Regions from separate parts of the Mus musculus genome. Here region 2 is linked to region 1. Evidence: chromatin contacts called from public HiCAR-type data. All regions are on one chromosome and are shown on one strand. Each heading gives the region's core, a stretch centred on a gene start, on an enhancer-like site or on the middle of the called end of the contact. The rest is flanking DNA. Distances are from core to core; before and after follow the strand shown. Region 1 overlaps Pmepa1 (prostate transmembrane protein, androgen induced 1). Region 2 holds the start of Gnas (GNAS (guanine nucleotide binding protein, alpha stimulating) complex locus).

Evidence for each region. HiCAR-type assays count read pairs that join an accessible place to other places.
Region 2: a HiCAR-type map of embryonic stem cells shows a contact between it and region 1, with 4 times the contacts expected there. The contact joins the promoter of Gnas here to the enhancer-like site in region 1. A contact is called at or near these places in 4 of 39 promoter capture datasets (the 3T3-L1 cell line, hippocampal neurons, liver and 1 more), 2 of 484 Hi-C or Micro-C datasets (cerebellum and embryonic stem cells) and 6 of 115 datasets of contacts at active chromatin or transcription factors (astrocytes, embryonic forebrain, embryonic stem cells and 3 more).

What each region holds. Positions count from the first base shown.
Region 1 is chr2:173,244,523-173,250,070 of GRCm38.p6, forward strand. All of the region lies in intron 1 of Pmepa1 (prostate transmembrane protein, androgen induced 1), which reads right to left. Among named protein-coding and RNA genes, the nearest start is that of Zbp1, 28 kb to the left of the region's middle. Within about 2 kb of position 2,904, at least 37 of the 459 cell types and tissues checked have an H3K27ac peak or open chromatin away from gene starts, as enhancers often do. A contact at or near this core is called in embryonic stem cells and epiblast stem cells, where this site is marked.
Region 2 is chr2:174,295,518-174,301,065 of GRCm38.p6, forward strand. Gnas (GNAS (guanine nucleotide binding protein, alpha stimulating) complex locus) reads left to right here and starts at 2,342. Exons shown (of 12, transcript NM_010309.4): 1 at 2,342-4,700. The coding sequence starts at 2,345.

The DNA of each region.
Region 1 (5,548 bases), core at 1,654-4,153:
AAAGTAATTCTTTGGCATATGTATCATGTTGCTATTTATCAAGTATGAGAGCAATTTGCATACTAATGAGATAGGTGTGCCTATTTACTTCACATAAAGAATTAAATCCTGGCTGCATATGTGGTCCTGGAGGATGGCACATCCTTCTCAATGCTTTCTAGAGTTGGCTGATATTCTGATGTTGTAATAGGGAACACGAGAAGGCAAATTTGCCTGAATACTTAACTATAAAATGGCATTAAATGGTAGGCAGGGCATTTTTTAAATTATTGAAAATTCTCTTCTAATCCCAAACCAGAATTCATTTAGAGTGGGTTTTTTTTTCTCCCTTTTTAGAAAAGTTGGGGGTTGGAAAGTGGGAGCACTGCTGATCTTCCAGAGGACTTGGGTTCAGTTCCCAGCGTCTGTATCAGGTGACTCAAAATGTCTATAACTCCAGCTCTAGGGATGTGACACGCTCTTCTGCTCTCCACACACACAGTGCATGCACACAGAGCAATGTATACACACAGACGAAACACCCACACACATAAAATAAAGATAAATGTTTTAAATTGTAACACGATCCAATCCAAAGATATACTAATTTGATATGTGCTGGGGAATGGTAGTACGGGAAGATTACAAGCCTTTGTTTTCCATAATCGAGCTATCCTGTTTCAATCAGAGCAGAAGACGGCATGTTTGAGCGCGGCGATCATAGTCTCAGATCTGAGCGGAGGCGTTCTCGGGCCGTGTCCGTCCCATGGGTGACGCGTGGCGTGACATCACGTCCAGTGCATAAGTGCACACGCTCTGCGTTCAGAGTTGAGGAAGCCGTGAGGCCGAGGAAGACCGTGAGCAGCCCCCACGATCCGTAACAACTCGACTCCCAGTTTAAGTTTTGGTTTTGGCGCATTCAGAAACCTGTCCCTGCTGCCAGATTTTTTCCGCAACCCCCAAATCCAGTTATGCGGCACCATATGGGGTGACGACCCACAGTTTACAAAGCTGGGGCTTCCCCACCTCCAGACCCCACGACCAAATGGTGCTACCCTTTTTCAGTAGGCGTGAGAATCCAAAAAAAAAACAAAAAAAACAACCGGATTGCATGCTGCCTGGCTCACAAGAAACCTACAAGACACAGCTTACTGTTGGCGAGACTGCGCCAGCGTCTCCTCAACATTTGTACACTGGTGTCCACCCCGGACCCTCCTCTCTGCCCCCCGCGGTGAGCAACTGTACTTGGAGATTGGGCTACCAGTGGTCCTAAGATTGGGGCCTTGATCCAACAGGCTTAGTGCCTTCAGAGAGATAGATGCCTCTCCTCACCTGTGCGCGCCTCAGAACGGCGAGGATGTGGCCACAGGACCAGGCAGAAAGCAGTTCTTGCCTAGACAGGACATGCCAGTGCCCTAGTTTTAAACGGCACTACTCCCAATACCTCAGGAAGATACTTGTCTGCTGCCTGAGTCACAAGTCCCCGGGGGGATGGCTTCAGTGGCCTGGGGTGACTGGTGAAGACATGCAGGAGCCTCTGCACTGGGTAGGCAGATTGACACAAGTGAGGAGTACCTCTTGGAAACAGGGGACATCAACAACCCGCTTCAATCTGCATGCATGGATGCAGAGAACAATCTCACATTGACAGGTCTGTCCTCGAGGCCCTGGCTGTGCCACACTCACCTGAGCACCACTGACCTGCCCAGGCCCGGGAACACAGGGACTCAAATTTCACGCCCCTGCACCCAGCTGGCCTTGCTTCGGTTAAACTCGCGTGGACATAGAGTCAGTGAACTAGAATCTTCCCACAGCTATTGACAACATTGAGTGTAATGGGCGGGAGCAGGGGTCACTGTCATTTCAGGGTTGTCCCCGCAGCTCTCCAGGACAGGCCTTTGCCTTGTGAGAGTCCGAGACTTAGAGGGGGGCATCGTGATTTGTCCTGGGTCACACAGTTTAATGGAGAGGGATGAACGTTCCCTCCACAGGGGTCACAGGGGCCTGTCGATGCAGCCCTACACTCTACCAGTGGTAAGGCAAGGCACATTGATGATGGCAGGAAGCGGCCTCACTGGGGTCACTCTCAGGACAGCCTCTCCCGTCTTTCCCACCCTTGGTCTCTAGATGCGGCAGCAGGAGGGCATTGGCCCCTGACTTACTGCATGGAAAGTCCAGGTCACAGTAACACATGTTCCCAGGATGACCTCACACGTCCTCAAGATGACCTGCTGACCCAGGCGGCACCTGTTCCATCCTCTTGCGTAGGACTCAGAACCCGAGGAAGGGCACAGGCTAGCCCTTTCTGGCTGTTTGACAGTTTGGTAATAAGGAGGGTACTCTGGGAGAAGTGTTGGCTATATATGGCTAACCATCAAGGGGGCCTGGTGCCACCTACAGGTAGAGGTGTGGCTAGGCTGCTGGCCTCAGAGACTCAGGAGATAGAGCCACAAAGCGCATGGGTGGGTTTCCGGAGTCTGTGGGTCCCTCCCTCCCAGAGGCTGCTCTGGTCTGTCTGCTTAGGTCCGTCTGGGGCGTAAGCCCATGGGGCTCTCCCCACACCACCAACTATCTGTGTCTCTTCCTTTGCATTCACCTTGCAAAGCCAACCCCAGAAGCAAGTACAGCCTCCCAGCTGCCAGCAACTAAGCCTCCTTCACTTCTGGCCCCTGCTGCTGCTTCCCTTCCAGGGAACTCCCCAAGAGCGATTCTCCATCCCAGGTAGGGCAAGGCACTGATTAGGGTCTCCATGGAAAGGGTGGAAGCCACAGAGAAGTCTTTGTTCTGAGTTCTGAGATGAGGGTGGGGGGTGGGGGTGGGGGTTGGGCTGTGTATGTGGTGAGCAGGGCTGGCAGGTGGCCCTGCTCTAGGTTGGAATGCAGACACAGGTACCACCCACTCCAGGGACTGTGGGCAGCCATTCTGCCCATTGTCCTAGGAAGTTCACAGGGAGCCATGGTATCAGCCTCTTGTAGTTGCTAGGACTCCTATTGTGTCCCAACACCAGCTGATAAACAGTAGGTGCATAATAAATGGAGGCCAGCATTAGATTACAAAGCCAGAAGCTTCACTGACCCAGAGGGGACCTGCGGTGGGTGGCTAGTACAGGACAGGGGAATTCAGCTTACAGGGCAGGGGCTGGCATGCAGAGTAAGGAAGAAAACGTGACAGAAAGCAAGAACGGGAACCTTCCATCTCAGGACAGACCACTGGGGCTCAGCAATGGCCACAGATGCTGAAGGGGCCCTTCATGAACTCAGGACTGAGCTGTGGTGCAATCACAAGGAGACTCCACACCACAATTCATTCCCACCCTTGGAGTTGTGGCTTAGGGACCTAGAGGGCAGAGGCAGGTGGTGGAGACCTGTTAAAAATCAAAGGGTTTATCTACCCACCTTTGTCACCTCCTTTCTCTGTTGAGCCTCCCACCTCCTGTCCCTCCCCTACTGTTTTGACCCCAGCACAGCAAGGATTTTTAATAACCATGGGACTGTTGATGGTTCCCCACAGCACATCAGACCCTGGGAGACTTCCCTCTCCCTCCTCTTCACTACACTTCACAGACCCTGCATGGCTCACACCGGCTCACACCAGTAAACACAGGCTCACACCGGCTCACACCTTCCAGCCCTGCTGGTCTGGTTATTAACCCCACTCTGGGATCTTTGTAAGTGGCTTTCCTGCTATGAGCACCTCATGGGCTCTCCCACCCCAGCTACACCCCTCTTAATCAGTGGGAGTCTGTTTTGCTTAGGAAGGACTTCACAAAGGCTATTCTGAAGTTTCTCTAGCTCTGACCTTCCTGCTTCCTGGTAGAGATGGCAGCTGCATCTCCTGTCTTGCAGAAAGCCTGCTAAATAGCCAGAGAGAGCAGCCAGTGCAATGGGAGCTTCAGGCAAAACAGCTCACCAGGAGACAGCCAAGAGAACCACCATTATCCACTCTCCAGCCTGGTAGCTGGTGTTTGCATATTGCCGGTTAGGAAGCACTTGAGAGGGACCCTGTATACAGTGCCGGGCACTGAGGTCCCACAGAGCATCACTTGACATTTGAATGGTTCCACCTCCAAGACCCAGAAGGGCAGGAATGGGTGAGGGCGCAGTGGGGGAGTTAATGAGAAGCTAAGGGTCTTGTAAAAGCTGAAACTCAGACTCCTGGGCATTGATCCACCAAAGCAGTGGCTTCCATTCACCCCAAACCTTGGGCCCAGTATTCACAGAAGCTTTATTGGACAGCCAACATCTTAGTCACAGGCTAAGTACCTTTCATCATGAAGGGTCAGATCAGATGAGCACCCTACAGTCACACCCTGGAATACTACTCAGCAATGAAAAGGAATCAGCTACAGCTCTGCCCAGTAACCTGGGTACATCTTCAGGGAATTACTCGGAGTGAGAGGAAAAAAAAAAAAAAGCAATCTCAGAAAGCTATACACCGTATGATCCCATTTATATAACATCCTTGAAATGACAAAATTATAGAGATGGAGAGCAGATTAGACGTTGTCAGGAGAGGAGGAGGCGTATGTGGCTATAAAGGGAAGGACGTGGAGTCTCTGGGATGGGACTGTTGTGGGGCTCGATTGTGGTGGTTACACAAATCTACATGAGATTAAAGGGCACAGCAGGGACAGCACAGCAGGGACAGCACAGCAGGGACAGGCACATGCGGAAGGTCAGCTGCTCAGTGGAGAGCTGGAATGGTGGTCCTCTGGCCTTAGTGTGATAGCCACAGAGGGTGCAGGAAGGTTAAAGCTATGGTCCTCAAATTGCCATCTCCAATGAAGACTTTAGGGTTTTCCCCACTAAGTGAATGGTCTGGGAAGGCACCATCCCTTTTTGGCACTAGGACCACCCTGCAGAGGGTATCCCCAGCAATCATCCCTGGGGCACAACCCAGCCAACCTCCAGGATGGCAGGGAGCTACAGGGGAACAAATGGCTAACAGAAGCTCCACTCCCTCCACCCTAGCCTCTCCTCTCTGTCCCAGCCTCTCCCCATCTCCGGCCTCTTCCTCCTCTGTACCCCAGCCTCCCCCTCTCTTTCCATCCCAGCCTCCCCCGCTCCCCTCCCAGCACCTGCCATCTGGCTGCTGTAGGCAACCACATGGAACCAGCCCTCAGCTGCCACCCTTCAACTTGAAGTCTGGCTCCCAGGGTTGAAGATTTAATTCTAAACACAACGTTTAAGATTCAGAAAAGAAGAGAGGGAATTCCAAGCCACCTGAGGGTGGTGGCTCCTGTTGTCTCTGCCATGGCAGATAGCATTAGGGCTTGAACCTCATTCCTAAAGACGAACAAGAACCTGGGAGAAGAGTGTGGGCTTCCCTAAGCCATGGTAGCCTGGCTGCAACCAAGCATTGGCCAAAGTTCAGCATCAATGTATCAGCGAGCACTGCCAAGGCTCAGCATCAATGTATCAGCAAGCACTGCCAAGGCTCAGCATCAATGAATGTATCAGTCATGCAAAGGATTTCACATGTGTCCAGTGTCCGGGCCCTGTAAGCTGCAACAGTTATAGCACAGAAAAATGTATAAAGTGGCTCTATAAACTGTTAGTGTAACCCCTGC
Region 2 (5,548 bases), core at 1,092-3,591, 1.1 Mb after region 1:
GCATCCTTGATTGGCGTGACCCCAGCCCAATAGCTGACCTGTCGCTGGGGTCGGAGGGGAGTGGGCTAGTGGTTGAGACCCAGTTGGCCTATTCGGTGTATGTTCAAACCGTTTCGCCATTTTGAGTGTGTGTGTGTGTATATGTGGGGGAGGGTAGTTGGCCAAACTTTGGACCAAAGTTCAAAGTGTCCGGCATGCAGTGTGTTCAGCCGTAGAGTTGAGGTGACACGCCTTCGGCAGGTCGCAGGCATTCTCTGGGGGTTCACTTTGTCTGCTTTCTTCTACTCAGGGTGACCACGTGGACGCTGTAGGCAAGGGGCTGTAGTGTGCCGAGCCTGTAGTGAGAAGAGGGACATGTTAGACTTCAGAGAATTAAATCTGCCGCGGCACACAGCATGCATCTTGCAATATACCCATCTGCATGGTGCATAATTGCCGCAGCCTGCTTTATGTACCACTTCATACTCTCTTTTCTCAGGGTCCTGCAGGCCAGACCTGCCCACTGCCTAGCTGTATTGCAACAAAAGACAATGCCTCGCGCCATCGCCATTACCTACTGGCAAAATGTCCGCGGTGTGCGCGTGCCGCGGGCGCGCGGCAAAACAAAAAAAAACAGAACCCCAAAGGCAAACAATTAACAAAAAAACCCTGCCCAGGAATAATCTGCAGATCCCAGACCTAAAGCATTTTATGATTATTCGCTGAGCCCACCGGGCAATGTGACTGTATAAACTCCTGCAGCTCTGAGCCCACCCCGGCACCGCAAGGGGCGCGCAGCCGCAGGCTTTGTGACCGCGCTTAATTTCGCCTGGGTGGACTGTTGCAGTTCAACGTATAGCAAATGCTCTATGGTGCTCACAACAGAAGGAGGAGGGGATAAAAGGGGGCTGGAGAAGGGCTTGAGAGAGGAAATGAACACGGAATCCGCAGCTGGCGCTGGTGGCTGGAAGATGCGAGTCTCGGCAGCTGTTGCCACCATGGCACGGTTGGTCGGTGGGTTAAGTGCATTTCAGGTTTTCTAGTCTGCGAGACCACCCTAAATGGGCCATCAACTACACCCCAAATCTCCTTTTGCCTTTACCCAGAAGACAGAAGTACAAGACCTGAGCTAGGTGGGGGGTCTTCCGGTAAGCCTTAAGCCCCCTCCCCTATTTGCACGAAAGCGGCAAACATGAATAACTCCTAAGGGGGCTTTGCTTGATTTTCTGCAGTGCACTGCTGAGACCTTTATTTCTACTGCATCACCGTCCATATAAACAGAGCAAGCCCTGACTACAACACACTATACCACTGTTGAGAGCTCCGAGGTGTAATGGGGATGGGGGACATTGAAGGGATTTGCTGGAGCCATCCCCAACAAACAGCAAACATAAACATTAAAAAAAGAAAAAAAAAGGAAAAAAAAGAAATAAAGAAAAGTACCCTAGAGCATTTACGAAACAAATTGCGTGTTTACATTCGGCACTTCCTCACCCTGTCTCTACCCTTCCGGTGGGCTCACGACCACCTGTCGCATTTGTGTGTGTGTGTGCCTCTACCCCTTTCCTTGTATCCTAAAGCCTCCATTTCCTGACTTGGAGATGAGTATGGGTAATTGCCTGAGTGTGGGGTCCTTAGATAAGGAATTTACCGCATACTGGGGTAATCTGGGGTGATAAAGCCCTCCTGCAGTCCCTCCTCCCCTCGAGAAGAATCAGATGGGGAGGGAGGCTTTCAGCGTCTGTACTCTAACAGACCAATGCCCACGTCTTGCGTCACGTGTCCCAGCAACGCAAGAGAGCTCGCTCGCTCTCTGGCCAGGGAAAAAGCGAGCTAGAGAGACTCGGAATCAGTCCGGGAGAGGAGAGGACGGAGCCGAACGTCCCTACAAGGCCTCCGCTCATCAGCCCCCTTACCCAAAGTCGGGAGCAGCCGGCACCGGGAGCCAGCTCCCGGAGCCGGCTCAGCACTGAGACCTGCGTCCTCTGGCGGCAGAGAAAGAGTTCTATTTACGATTTTCGAGACGAATCGGCACGCTCTTAAATGCCAAGAAGGCGGAGCTAAAGTACAGCAAAGTACGAAGAGAGAACAGAAAAGTTCCTAAAGTTGTTGGCCGACCACAGCCCGAAGGGGTAAGTGTAACTAGGAAGGTGACAGACTTCACCAGCAAGAGATGACTCACTTCAGCCATGGTCCTGGGTTCTAGCCCCTGATTATCTATCCTTACAAAGTTTGGAAACTGAGGCTGGAGAACTTTCCAACAAAAATTTGAATTTTTTAAAAAAAAATTTTTTTTCACCCTAGTTTGGCTGGGTGCTCCGTCTTACGGGGCCCCAAATTTATTTTGAAAAGTCGCCACCGTGTTATGGGCATGTTCAACTGCCTCCACGGCAATAATATGTCAGGACAACACGATATCCCCCCTGAAGTCGGGGAGCAGCCCGAGCAAGAACCTTTGGAAGCCCCAGGGGCAGCTGCCCCCGGTGCTGGGGCTGGCCCAGCCGAAGAAATGGCGACCGAACCGGACTCCGAACCGTCTAACAATGAGCCCGTCCCCGACGAGACTGGCAGTGAGATCAGTGGACCCCCAGAAGACTCCAAATCTGACATCCAAAGCCCCTGCCAGGCCTTCGAGGAAGTCCGAGTGGGTGGAGACTACAGCCCACCTCCGGAGGAAGCCATGCCATTCGAGACACAACAGCCCAGCCTGGGAGATTTCTGGCCCACCCTGGAGCAGCCAGGACCATCTGGGACCCCATCAGGCCTCCAAGCCTTCAACCCAGCGATTTTGGAGCCCGGGACCCCCACTGGCGCGAGCCCAGGCCTGGGAGCCTATACCCCCCCACCAGAAGAAGCTATGCCATTTGAGTTCAACGAGCCTGCCCAGGGAGACCATAGCCAGCCTCCCTTGCAAGTCCCAGACCTTGCGCCAGGAGGTCCGGAAGCATTGGTCCCCAGAGCTCTTCCCGCGGAGCCCGGGAACATCAGATTTGAAAACGCTGGCTTCCGAGAAGACTACAGCCCTCCCCCTGAAGAATCTGTGCCATTTCAGGTCGGTGGAGAAGAATTCGGGGGCGATAGCCCACCCCCAGGACTCCCGCGAGTCATCCCACAAATCGGCATTGGCGGCGAGTTCCCGACAGTCGCGGTCCCGAGTGCGCTCTGCCTCGCTCCCGCCGAGAACGCGCCTCCCCTCTGGGTCCGAGGCGCCATTGACAGACCATTCCGCGAGGCTGTCAGATCTCCTCCTAACTTCGCATGCGACAGCCCCCCGATGGAGATCACCAGACCCCTGCTTGAGATTGGCAGAGCCTCCATTGGGGTCGACGACGACACCGCTGTCAATATGGACAGCCCCCCAATCGCAAGTGATGGCCCGCCCATCGAAGTCTCGGGAGCCCCAGATAAGAGCGAGTGCGCAGAGAGACCCCCAGTTGAGCGAGAAGCAGCCGAGATGGAAGGAAGCCCTACCACCGCCACTGCGGTGGAAGGAAAAGTCCCCTCTCCGGAGAGAGGGGACGGATCTTCCACCCAGCCTGAAGCAATGGATGCCAAGCCAGCCCCTGCTGCCCAAGCCGTCTCTACCGGATCTGATGCTGGAGCTCCTACGGATTCCGCGATGCTCACAGATAGCCAGAGCGATGCCGGAGAAGACGGGACAGCCCCAGGAACGCCTTCAGATCTCCAGTCGGATCCTGAAGAACTCGAAGAAGCCCCAGCTGTCCGCGCCGATCCTGACGGAGGGGCAGCCCCAGTCGCCCCAGCCACTCCTGCCGAGTCCGAGTCTGAAGGCAGCAGAGATCCAGCCGCCGAGCCAGCCTCCGAGGCAGTCCCTGCCACCACGGCCGAGTCTGCCTCCGGGGCAGCCCCTGTCACCCAGGTGGAGCCCGCAGCCGCGGCAGTCTCTGCCACCCTGGCGGAGCCTGCCGCCCGGGCAGCCCCTATCACCCCCAAGGAGCCCACTACCCGGGCAGTCCCCTCTGCTAGAGCCCATCCGGCCGCTGGAGCAGTCCCTGGCGCCCCAGCAATGTCAGCCTCTGCTAGGGCAGCTGCCGCTAGGGCAGCCTATGCAGGTCCACTGGTCTGGGGAGCCAGGTCACTCTCAGCTACTCCCGCCGCTCGGGCATCCCTTCCTGCCCGCGCAGCAGCTGCCGCCCGGGCAGCCTCTGCTGCCCGCGCAGTCGCTGCTGGCCGGTCAGCCTCTGCCGCCCCCAGCAGGGCCCATCTTAGACCCCCCAGCCCCGAGATCCAGGTTGCTGACCCGCCTACTCCGCGGCCTCCTCCGCGGCCGACTGCCTGGCCTGACAAGTACGAGCGGGGCCGAAGCTGCTGCAGGTACGAGGCATCGTCTGGCATCTGCGAGATCGAGTCCTCCAGTGATGAGTCGGAAGAAGGGGCCACCGGCTGCTTCCAGTGGCTTCTGCGGCGAAACCGCCGCCCTGGCCTGCCCCGGAGCCACACGGTCGGGAGCAACCCAGTCCGCAACTTCTTCACCCGAGCCTTCGGAAGCTGCTTCGGTCTATCCGAGTGTACCCGATCACGATCCCTCAGCCCCGGGAAGGCCAAGGATCCTATGGAGGAGAGGCGCAAACAGATGCGCAAAGAAGCCATTGAGATGCGAGAGCAGAAGCGCGCAGATAAGAAACGCAGCAAGCTCATCGACAAGCAACTGGAGGAGGAGAAGATGGACTACATGTGTACACACCGCCTGCTGCTTCTAGGTAATGCGGCAGCTTCTGCCCCTGGGCAGTAGGGCCGCCCGGGCCGCCCGGGGAGGGGGTGGCAGGGCCTTCCGGTGGGGCTTGGGCCTTGCCCGCGGGAGGAGGGGGTCCGGAAACCCTGTTAGAAGTTCCAGGGAGGGACCCCCAACTCTGCCCTGGGGTGGGAGAGGGGCCTTTTGGAGAGTTCGGGTGGCCGAACTATATGCCCTCCAGGGAGAAAAGTGGTGCCGAGCGACACTGAGGGTCGTTACCGGCCGGAGGCCAGCGCCAGCGCCAGCGATCGTAGGCTGGACAGGCGGGGGCGTGAGGTGAGCCCAGAACTGCTGGGGTGGGCCCTTCGGGGCTCCCCCGGCTCGATTGTTCGTGACCGCGGTGGGCTAGGGCCATCCGGGTGCGCGCCCCCGCCTCGCCTGGCACGGCTGCTTCGACTCAGACAGCTTGTTGTTGGTGTGTGTTGGTGTCCATTTTCTGTGTTCGCCTGTGCATGACATGCTCAGTGTGTCCCAGTATCCATCCCAGGCACTTTCAACGTACCCGCCGATTTTATATTTGTACTCTAAAATAGGTTACCTTGTGATTTGCGCCATGGCGCGGCCAAAACTTTCCGTGCTGGTACACTCTGTAATAACCTGTGTGCAGACTCTCTGCAGCGAGCAGAGGGAAAACGCGCAGGCAACGGTGGCGTGGCATCCTGGGTAATCTGCTGGGCCGATGACTGGGGGGAGTGGGGCCTGCCGCCGCGGGCCTCCATAACCTTTTCCCGGTATGTCTCTCTCTCTCTTTTCCCCTTTGCGCTAAGCATATCCTCACTTCTCAATACGTATGTCAAACCCTCCCGCCTTAACGGT